Regions from separate parts of the Oryctolagus cuniculus genome. Here region 2 is linked to region 1. Evidence: chromatin contacts called from public Micro-C data. All regions are on one chromosome and are shown on one strand. The core of a region is the stretch at or near the end of the contact, and the rest is flanking DNA. Distances in the headings are between cores, read along the strand shown.

The links. A called contact is a pair of places that touch in the nucleus more often than the background predicts.
Region 2: a contact with region 1 is called in a Micro-C map of ear pinna, with 2.5 times the contacts expected there. The contact joins two enhancer-like sites. A contact is called at or near these places in 4 of 6 Hi-C or Micro-C datasets (ear pinna, psoas muscle, skin fibroblasts and 1 more).

The regions. Positions count from the first base shown.
Region 1 is chr5:132,905,823-132,911,247 of mOryCun1.1, reverse strand. No RefSeq gene overlaps it. Among named protein-coding and RNA genes, the nearest start is that of CDKN1A, 8.7 kb to the right of the region's middle. Within about 2 kb of position 1,712, at least 3 of the 8 cell types and tissues checked have an H3K27ac peak or open chromatin away from gene starts, as enhancers often do. A contact at or near this core is called in ear pinna, where this site is marked.
Region 2 is chr5:132,953,406-132,958,332 of mOryCun1.1, reverse strand. No RefSeq gene overlaps it. Among named protein-coding and RNA genes, the nearest start is that of SRSF3, 17 kb to the left of the region's middle. Within about 2 kb of position 1,347, at least 3 of the 8 cell types and tissues checked have an H3K27ac peak or open chromatin away from gene starts, as enhancers often do. A contact at or near this core is called in ear pinna, where this site is marked.

The sequences.
Region 1 (5,425 bases), core at 463-2,962:
CAAAGCCAGGAGCTAGGAGCTTCTTACAGGTCTCCCACATGGGTGCAGGGGCCCAAGGACTTGGGTCATCTTCCACTGCTTCCCAGGCCACAGCAGAGAGCTGGACCAGAAATGGAGCAACCGGGACTAGAACCAGCGTCCATGTGGGATGCCGGCACTGCAGGCAGCGGCTTTCCCGGTTAAGCCACAGCACTGGCCCCTGAAATAATCCTTTGTGATGTGAATGACTGTCATGATTAAGCAGGTGGACAGGGTTGGAGTCCTGGTGATCTCAGCCAGTTTCCTTGTCTCTCCCTTCAGGTCTGAGTAGGCTGGGGTTCAAACTTTCAGTGATGAAAACGCATTAGGAAGGAAGGTCCGAGTCCTTCTCAGCTACCCCCCTGCCCCCATGAGGGTAATGCGTCTAAAGGCAGGTGTGTTTGTGCTAACAGAAGAGCAGTGCACCCCACCCTGACCATCCAGCCGCCGGATGGCGCGCTACGCAGCAGTGAAAAGGAAGGGAGTGGGGAATGGCGTAGAGAGAAACTGAGTGGGGAGGGGGTGGGTCAAGGGAACAACCAAGATGCCAGCAGGGTTTCCATTTGGATGGATCAATGGAATATCTGCGTTTTACTTACAGGTCTACAATCTCTCACCCTTAATTCCAGAACCCGCAAACCTCTGAAAGCTAAAAGTGTTTCTTTTGGGGCAAATTCATTTGGTAGTAAAACCAGTGCTAAAAGGATGTGAAGCCATTTGTACTTTTTATGCCATGCCTGTTTTAGTGTGAATACGGTACACGCCAGGACTAGGGGACCTGGATCGTCTTGGGGTGCCTGGGCTTACTGGGTACCCTGGACATGGAACTTGCGGGTGCTAACCCCAGGACAGTCCTGGGCAGGCGTCAGTCACTGACCAGCCTAGGCAGAGCCGACTGGGGGTGTTAGGGGCTGTGTGCCACCAGCACCTTATTACCTGTCTACACCCCGCAAGGCATTTGTCCCCAGGAGCCTTAGCTGAAGGGCTGTGGACCTGGGTGTTCAGAGATTAACCCTGGAAGGAGACCCAGCGGCGGCCGCAGTGCTGGGAAGGAAACAGCGTGGCTGGGAGGCGTGTGTGTGTGTGTGTGTGTGTGTGTGTGTGTAGGAGGTGGGGGCTGGGGGTGTTCACTGCATTTCCTTCTGCATCTTGTCACTGTGAATCATGGGAATGGATGATCGACTCAAAAAATAAATACAGGAAGCGATGGAAAAATGAAACTCGGCACTTTTGACTACACCACAAATAGAACTTTAAAGACCTTTGAAAACACAGGCGACTGTTGCAGCTGCCGACAGTGCGGATGCGGCCGAGCCTGCCCTCTGAGGTCACCTGTTGAGCCCTGGTGTGGGCGTCCAGGGGCTCGGTTTCCTGAAGGCAGAGGGCTGAAAGCTCTAGGGAGCAACAGGTGGCCCGCAGCTCTGACCTGGAGCACAGGCTGTGGCGCAGCTCTGGGGGATGTTGTCCTGCTTGGTGGTGGTTGTTGTTATTATTATTTTGGAAAGTCGAGAACCATCATACAGAGCAAGTAGGAGCAGGCTGGGCCAGCTGAAAGCGTCCACCCCACCGCTGCCCTGGGTCTCCCGGTGATATAATTAGCCGGTTTTTTCCAGCGGTGAGTGGGCGGCTCACTCCTCCGCTCCCGGCAAAGCCAAAGCCACACGATGATGCAACAAGAGGCAAGCCTGGGCAAGGCCCGCGCGACGGTGCCGGAGGGTGGGGCGGGGCCGGCCGGCCAGCCACCGGGCTGCTGAGATGCAGGGGTGTGGGGGGAGTGCCGGCCTCCTGCTCTCTAGGCCTGAGCCTGGCCCTTCCCCCTCTCCCCTACTCTGGACATGATCTATTCCTAGCTCCCTGGCTCTCCCAGACGGGGAGGGGTCAGCTAGGAGCTTCTGGAGGGGAGGTGGGGGCACCCCAAACCTTGGGGATGGGGCTGAGGAACTCTTGCCTGGGGCAGATTTTCAGAATACACCACGTGCAGCTGGCTGAACCCACCCCCACCCCCACCCCCACCCCCACCCCCACCGCATAATCATAACTCAGTAGGTCCAGGTAGGGCCAGGACTTGGAGTATATTTAAGAATTGTGGGAGACCAGGATAAGTACCTGGCTCCTGCCATCGGATCAGTGCAGTGCGCCGGCTGCGCCGGCTGCAGCGCGCCGGCCGTGGCGGCCATTGGAGGGTGAACCAACGGCAAAGGAAGACCTTTCTCTCTCTCTCTCTCTCTCACTGTCCACTCTGCCTGTCAAAAATAATAAAAAAATAAAAAAGGAAAAAAAAGAAAAAAAAGAATTGTGTTATTATCTAAAATGACATTACCTATTTAAAAATAGACATATTGTGATGGGTAAGCAGCCCGAGGCCGGCAGACTGTGTGCAGCGCAATTCCAGGGGGCACCGTCTACACAGCCCGAGATGATGCTAATGGGATCCTGGGCGCGGGCAACCCAGAGGACCTGCTGCTCTTCCCAGAGGCGGCCACTGGCACTGCTGCTTGTCCTTTTCCAGAGAGTTCAAGTACAGGGAGCGCGTTCTTTGCAAGAGGGAGCTCAGCTTCCTCCTGGCCAGGTGCTGGGGCTCACAGACCTGCAGGAGAAAGTCCCCAGAGGGCTGTTTGTGCACCAGGCTCCCGCGAGGGGGTCCACCAGGGCTGGAAGACCCTGTCGGGGTCTCCAAACCTGCACTGCTGCAATCAAAGAGCTTTTCTTCTCCGTAATCCTTGTTCTTCGGCCACCCCCTCGGGATGGGGGGGGATTTTCAGATGAGTTTGCTGAGTCAGGGGCTTTTCCTGCCTCGCGGGCCAATGACTTCTCACACTTTGATGTCGGGCTGTGTGCAGCAGGAAGCAGGGTCCTGCCGCCAGGCTGGGGCCCAGTCACACTGTCTCTTTGTGTCCTGATTTCTTCCTCTGGGAGCTCAGATGGACCATGTCTACCTCGATTTTTCTCTCTCTCAAGACAGTGGTGAGATTGTAGATAGGAAAGGACCCATTTTACAGACGAAAAGACTGAAGTCCAGGCTCTGCAGTGGAGAAGCGGCACTGTTCTTGTGGCCATGACACCCAGTCAGGAGAGACCATGGCGTAGGAAGACGAGGGAGAGGAAGGGGTCCCCTCTGTCCTGCTCCCTGCAGCGGTGGCCATGGCTCCAGGTCATCCCACATGTGGTCCCTGTGTGTCTAGGTGGGGGGTGGGGGAGGGAGTGGGCATGATTTCAGAGCCAGGCCTTCTCTGTGGTCTTTGTCCCTCGCCTGCTAGAAGCAGAAATGTTAAGATCCTTCTGTCACTCTGCCTTTCAAATAAAATAAATCTTTTTTTTTTTTTTTTTTTAAATCCCGGAACCCTGAATGGTAGTCAGTCACCTGTAACCCGAACACCTCTTACTGGTTTCATATGTGGCTGAAAAATTCCATTTCATTGGCTGTCACTGAGATGTGAGGGTCTATCTGTTACAGTGGCCAGTGTCATCAAAACATCTCTCTCAGGCCGGCGCCGCAGCTCACTAGGCTAATCCTCTGCCTAGCAGCACCGGCACACCGGGTTCTAGTCCCGGTCGGGGCGCCGGATTCTGTCCCGGTTGCCCCTCTTCCAGACCAGCTCTCTGCTGTGGCCAGGGAAGTGCAGTGGAGGATGGCCCAAGTGCTTGGGCCCTGCACCCAATGGGAGACCAGGAGAAGTACCTGGCTCCTGCCATAGGATCAGCGCGGTGCGCCGGCTGTGGCGGCCATTGGAGGGTGAACCACCGGCAAAAGGAAGACCTTTCTCTCTGTCTCTCTCTCACTGTCCACTCTGCCTGTCAAAAAAAAAAAAAAAAAAAAACAACACAACCAACTCTCTCGGACGCTGTGCCCCCCCCACCCCCCGGCTGTTTTCCCTAAGTCCAGCCCTGAGCAGCTGGCTGCGCCCAGGAGGAGATTTAGACATAGCTTCTCCCAGCAGGTGCAGGGCTGTTGGAAGCCACGCAGGAGAGGGTAACATCTCCCTGGCTCTGAGCTTGACCCCAGAGGGACCACCAGCACATGGGGCTTGGGGGCTGCAACTGTTGCATTCCACAGTGGTGCTGCTGGCCTTGGGATCACAGGGGACACACAGAGCCACCCTAGAGAAGTGAAGCCAGGCAAGCAGCTGAGGGGAGGGGGAGCTCTGACCCCTGCCTGTATGACCTCAGCCACGCTGTCTGCTTGTGCGTCTGGAACAGCTGTTCTGAAAGGGGCATGTGTACGTGGGAGGTGGGGGAGTGTTGACGAGTGAGGTAAGGATCTGACATCACTGCTGTCAGAGACCCCTCACTGGGCACAGCGGGTAAAGCCCCCGTCTGTAGTGCCAGCATTCCATATGGGCGCCGGTTTGAGTCCCGGCTGCTCCACTTCTGATCCAGCTCTCTGCTATGGCCTGGGAAAGCAGCAGAGGATGGCCTGAGTGATTGGGCCCCTGCCACCATGTGAGAGAGCCAGATGGAGCTCCTGGCTCCTGGCTCCTGGTGTTGGCCTGATCCAGCACTGGCCATTGCAACCATCTGAGGAGTGAACCAGTGGATGGAAGATCTCTCTCTGTCTCTCTGTAACTCTGCCTTTCAAATAAATAAATACATCTTTTTTTAAAAGAGAGAGAGACTTCAAACCCAAGACCTTCAGCACTTTGATGTATACTGGACCTTTTCTTGGGAGGAATTTAAAAGTAATTAGGAAAGAAAAAAATGTAATGCATAATCCGTGTCCTTTTGCAATTATCCGGAAGGCAGTTGTGAGCTGAAGGGCCTTGGGGGAGGGTGTCTTGGAGGCTTCGAAGGTGTCGAGGCTCACACACCTGAACTCAGAATCTGTGGGCAGGTTCCCTGGCCACCAAATAGCTATCCTCAGATGTCACAGGATCTGAAGTTCCACCATTAGGGCTTCATTCCTTTGGATTGCCTTTTGTTCCCCCACAAAATGCAACATGTATTCGGTACTTCAGACTTCTCCCAGAAACCCTGAGAGAGACAGTGAGGCCCAAAACCTGGGTGATGGTTCTCTAATCACTTTTCTCTTGATAGGAGACTATCAAGAGACTACTATGTGTGTCCAAAAGAAACTCTTGCCCATAACCCCCAGAGGTATGTTCCATAGTGAGGCGCCGGTTTGAGTCCTGGCTGCTCCACTTGTGATCCAGCTCCCTGCTAATGCGCCTGGTAAAGCAGTAGAGGATGGCCCAAGTGCTTGGGTTCTTGTCATCCATGTGGGAAACCAGGGCGGGGTTCCAGGCTCCTGGTTACAGCCTGGCTGTTGCAATCATTTGGCGATAGCGAACCAGCAGATGGAAGATCTTTCTCTGTTCCTCTAGCTTTCAAATAAAAATAGCTTTTCTTAAAAAAATACTTATAACAGTTCCATGTATAATAACAGAAGATTGGAAATAACCCACATGCCAAT
Region 2 (4,927 bases), core at 98-2,597, 47 kb before region 1:
TTTAGTTCCATTTTCCCCACATTTTTGCAGCCCCCCACGTACACTGCTAGGTTACTAGAACGTCCCCCTGTGGGGGAGGAAGATTCTGTTACCCTACTTTGGAACAGACTTAGGTCCGAGGCCCGTGGGAAGTGGTTTTTGTGGAAGGGGTTTTCCCGTCAGCTGAACGCTGAGGAAGGGGTTTGGATAGAGCTGGCTGTGGACCAGAAAGAGCCAAGTGTGTGGGAAGAAAGCACCAAGGCAGGAAACAGAGGGGCTCCCTGTGGGCTGACGAGTCTGCACCCCGTGGACTTGTCCTCAGGACAGAGCGGGGGATCAGGACCATGTTTGTGCCAGAGGGATGGTGGTTTGCAAACCGAAGAAGTAGCCAGACTGGAGTGACACCTCATGTAACACACTGACTACATAAAACCACGCAATGGTTTAGCCGTAAAAAGTATACTTCTAGGGGCCGGCGCTGTGGCACAGCAGGTTAAAGCCCTGGCCTGCGGTGCCAGCATCTCATGGGCGCCGGTTCTAGTCTTTGCTGCTTCACATCCAATCCAGCTCTCTGCTATGGCCTGGGAAAACAGCAGAAGATGGCCCAAGTTCTTGGACCCCTGCACCTGCGTGGGAGACCCGGAAGAAGCTCCCTGCTCCTGGCTTTGGATCAGCCCAGCTCTGGCTGTTGCGACCATTTGGGGAGTGAATCAGTGGATGAAAGACCTTTCTCTTTCTCTCTCTCTGCCTCTCTGTAACTCTGACTTTCAAATAAATAAAATAAATCCTTACAAAAACCAGAAGTATACATTTAATCACGTCGCCTTATAAAGACAGGCACACATTTGGATCAATGCAGTCTTAGGTCAACCTCGGGACTGGACTCATTTCTTTATTTTTGTTGTTCAGAGAAGTAAGTGCAAAGGGTAACATTTTTAAACACCCGATTTCACAACTCTAGAAGTGATGAAACAGGAGCCAACAGCCTCGAAGCACTGGCTCACTTGGGCGTGTCCGCATGCATGCGGTTGGATAGGTTTGTATAAAGAAAACTTCAAGATGTGGCAGGCCACGCCCACCACACATAGGCAAGGAACTCGGTTGAGGCCTGTGAGACCCCTGCCCCCGCTCTCTGCTCCCAGCTGACAGCCCTGAGGCCCAGGGCAATGGCATCAGATACTTGGAGCCCCGAGGGTGGGGTGGGGGGGCCACCCCTGGGCACTCGGCCTCCTGACTCCTGGTCCAGTGCCGCTCCTGAGCGACATCTGGCAGGGCAGCACGCCGCGGCCTGGCTGGCCAACCTCTCACCCCAAGAAGGCCCTGGCCGCGTGCCCATCTCCCTGGCAGATAAAGCCGCAGACAGATGGCAAACAGTGCACGGCCCAGGAGCTGACCCAGGTCTGATTCACCAGCGGCTGGTGCCCGTGCCAGTGGCACAGGCTGCCCTCTGGGCCTCTGCTCTTTCTTACCGCTCCTCTCCGCTTGGGGCTTTTGGGCAGACACCTGTGAGCGTGAGAATTGTTCTGGCTTTTTCAGGGAGCGCTTTCCTGGTGGCGCAGCGACTCAGCTGCCCCAGTCCCCGGCAGCTCAGCGTGTTGCCCCATCAGCCTGGTTTCGGTCTCAGGGTGGGGCCGCCATGTGGGGTGGGGCGCTGTGTTCCTAGGGCTGGCCCTTGCCCAGCGCAGACACCTTGGCAACGGGCGGCGGCTCGCGGGCTCAGAACAGGTGGGTCGCCTGCTCCTGGGATTTCAAAACGCCATTTATTGGCATGTGTCTCCCGAAAGGAGCAATGTGCTGAGAAATGATGGGACTTGGAGAAATGTCAGCTGCTCTCCCTCAGCGCCGCTGGGGCAGCGTTTGTCATGGCGGAGCTGGCACGTGTGTCTGGAGGAAGGGCTGCGTGGAAGCCGAGTGTGGCAAGCTTCGTGTGCAGAACCGTGTTCTCAAAGCAAGTGCCCACCCCGGAACCTTGCTGCATGGACACCAGGCTGCTTCTTAAGAACCCATCTCCCTGGGCTTCAAGAATCCAGAGTAGGTGTGCTGCTGCACAGGGGATGGCCTCTCTGTGAGTTCCGTGGTCCCCCAGAGCGGGAGTGCCACTGCCTGGACCACACGGCCCTGCCCCTGTGCGCCTGCTCTGGGCCCCTCACCCGGGGCTCTCCCAGCCCTCAAGGCTTGAGTGCACTGGAAACCTCAGTCTCGCCAGCAGGGACGTGGGCGTCCTGGTGCCCCCTCCTGGGCTTGTTGGGACGAAGAGGTGAGGTCGCTTATGTCGAGGGTCAACAAGAGCCCAGCAGAGAGGAGGACCTGAGAGTGGCCAAGCTCAGCGCTTCCCTTCAGCTACTTGGCTCCACCCCACGTCTTTGAGTGGCTCAGCGTAGCAAAGGTAAGCCAGGACCACGCTAGCCAAGTCAGACCGCGCACAGGAGCGAGCAAGGGGCCGGGGCCCAGGAGCTTCCGAGTTCACAGGTGGGGTGTCCTCGCCTGCTGCCTGCCCGCCCGGTGCTTGGTGCCGCAGGCTGCGTCTCTTGTTGAGAGGGTGTCCAGGCGCTGACGCCATCGCCCGCTCTGCAAATGGGGAAACAATTCCAGAAAGAGGAAGTGACTTCCCGAAGCTCACGGAGATAGTGGGAAGCGACCAGCTGGGCTGGAAACCCACACTTCCCAGTCCAAGCCCAGCACCCAGGAGCCGGGACCACAAGGGGCCCCACTCAGGTAGGTCCCGGCTGCTTGTGGCTTTTTTTTTTTTTTTTTTAAGATTTATTTATTTATTTGAAAGGCAGAGCTACAGAGAGACAGATGGAGAGAGAGAGGTCTTCTATCTGCTGGGTCACTCCCCAGATGGCCACCATGGCCAGAGCTGAGCCGATCCGAAGCCAGGAGCCAGGAGCCAAGGGCTTCTTCCAGGTCTCTCACATAGGTGCAGGGGCCCAAGGACTAAAAGCCCTTAAAGCCCTGGGAGTGGACAGGCTGGAAGTGGACCCCCGCCTCGGGATTTGCAGGCCACTCAGTTTTGCAGCCACAGGAACAGTGAGTTTGCGCTGTCTGTAGGCTGACCCACACATCCGTGTGTCATCCGGGCTTTTCCCCACTATATTTATTTGAAAGGCAGAGAGACAGGGAAACAGAGATCTTCCATCTGCCGGTTCACTCCCTAGACAGCCACAATGGCCAGGGCAGGGCCAGGCCAAAGCCAGGAGCCAGGAGCTCTATTCAGGTCTCCCATGTGGTGCAGGGGCCCAAGCACTTGGGCCATCCTGCACTGCTTTCCCAGGCCACAGCAGAAAGCTGGATCAGAAGTGGAGCAGCCAGGACTCAAACCATTGCCCATAAGGGATGCTGAAACCGCAGGCCATAGCTTTGCCCTCCGTGCCACAACGCCAGGCTCCTCACTGATTTCTAAAAGAGTAACAAACGCGTGCTGAGGACAGCGAGTGAGCCCACACCTTTGTGGACAAGTTGTTTCCCCAGATCCATGAGGATAATTGTGTGGAACACCACACAGAGCGGGCAGCCAGCGAGCCCTCGTTCTGTGACGGCCGTGACCCTCCCAGGGGCCTGCATCAGGGCCCGGGGGAGGTCAGACCTCCCGGTGGTCCCAAGGGGATTTTCACTTAGATCCCATTTGGAGAAGGGGGTAGTTGGGCTGGAGGTGGCCCAGGGCGTCACTGGCTGTCCCCTGCAGTGAATGGAGTGGTGACCCAGCCTTGACCCCTGCTCTAGGCAGACTGCCATGCGGGGACCAGATGGCCCTCAGGGTCTTCTCCAAAGCCGAGGTTCCAGGGTTTGGGGACTCTGGGGGAGGCAGGTGCTGGTACACTGTGGGGCTGGTGGGCCTAGCGGTCGGCCGCTGGGCAGGGCAGGGCAACGTGCAGCTTTTTGTTCTGCAGGCATTGGGCAAGACTGGAATATTCTCCTAAAATCTGCTTAACCCTCAAGGAACGAATGGAGAAAAATAAGACCCCCGAGTGAGAGTGTGCCCCGGTCCACACGAAACCCACCCGATGCCTCCCCTGTGCACCTCGACTGTGTGTGTAAATTACCTCAGTGCCGGGCTGCTTGTCAAGGGGCCCATGGGAGAAGGACACCGGGGAGGGGTCCACGGGAGAAGGATGCCAGGGAGGTGTTCCCCATAGCGCCTGGGCGACCGCCAAGAAGTTCCACATCAAGAAGTGTCTACGGGGCGGCATTGTGGCACACCGGATTAAGCCACTGCCTGGGACACCCGGAGCGTGTTCTGGCTGCTCTACTTCCCATCCAGCTCTCTGCTATGGCGTGGGAAGGCAGTGGGAGACAGCCCAAGTGCGTGGGCCCCTGCACTCACGTGGGAGACCCGGATGGACTTCCTGGCTCCTGTCTATAGCCTGGCCCATCCCCAGCTGTTGCAGCCTTTTGGGGAGTGAACCAGCAGATGGATGGAAGATTTCTCTCTCTGTAACTCTGCCTTTCAGGGATGGAGGTCGTGGGGCTGTCTCAGAATCCGGAGCCTGCTTGCGCTCCAGGCTGTACCATTTTGCAAGCCTGGGCAAGGGGCTTTGTTCCCCGAGCCTCCGGGTTTTCGTTTGTGGATGGGAACTAATTCTGCGACTTCCCGGGACTTCCGTGGGGTCTGAAGGAAAAAATAACCTCTGCCGAGCGGGGGCTGGTACCAGGCACCGCACACCTGCACCCAGCTGCTCGGTCTCAGGAAACAGCAGCCCCCGGGATCCAGCAAACGGCCCAGCGGCAGGGGGCGCAGCTGGAATTGGCATCCAGACAGTCTGGTTTCAGGGCTGGTTTTCCTTAAGAACCCAGCCAGAGGATCGACAAGTTCTAGGCCTGGTGACTCCTAGGTATCAGCTTTCTGAGGAGGGCAGACAATTCAAGGACCTTAGAAAGCCCTGTTTCAGACTGTTTAACAGACGGGGACTCTTGGGATCAGAAGGTAAAGGACCCGTTAGAGGTCCTG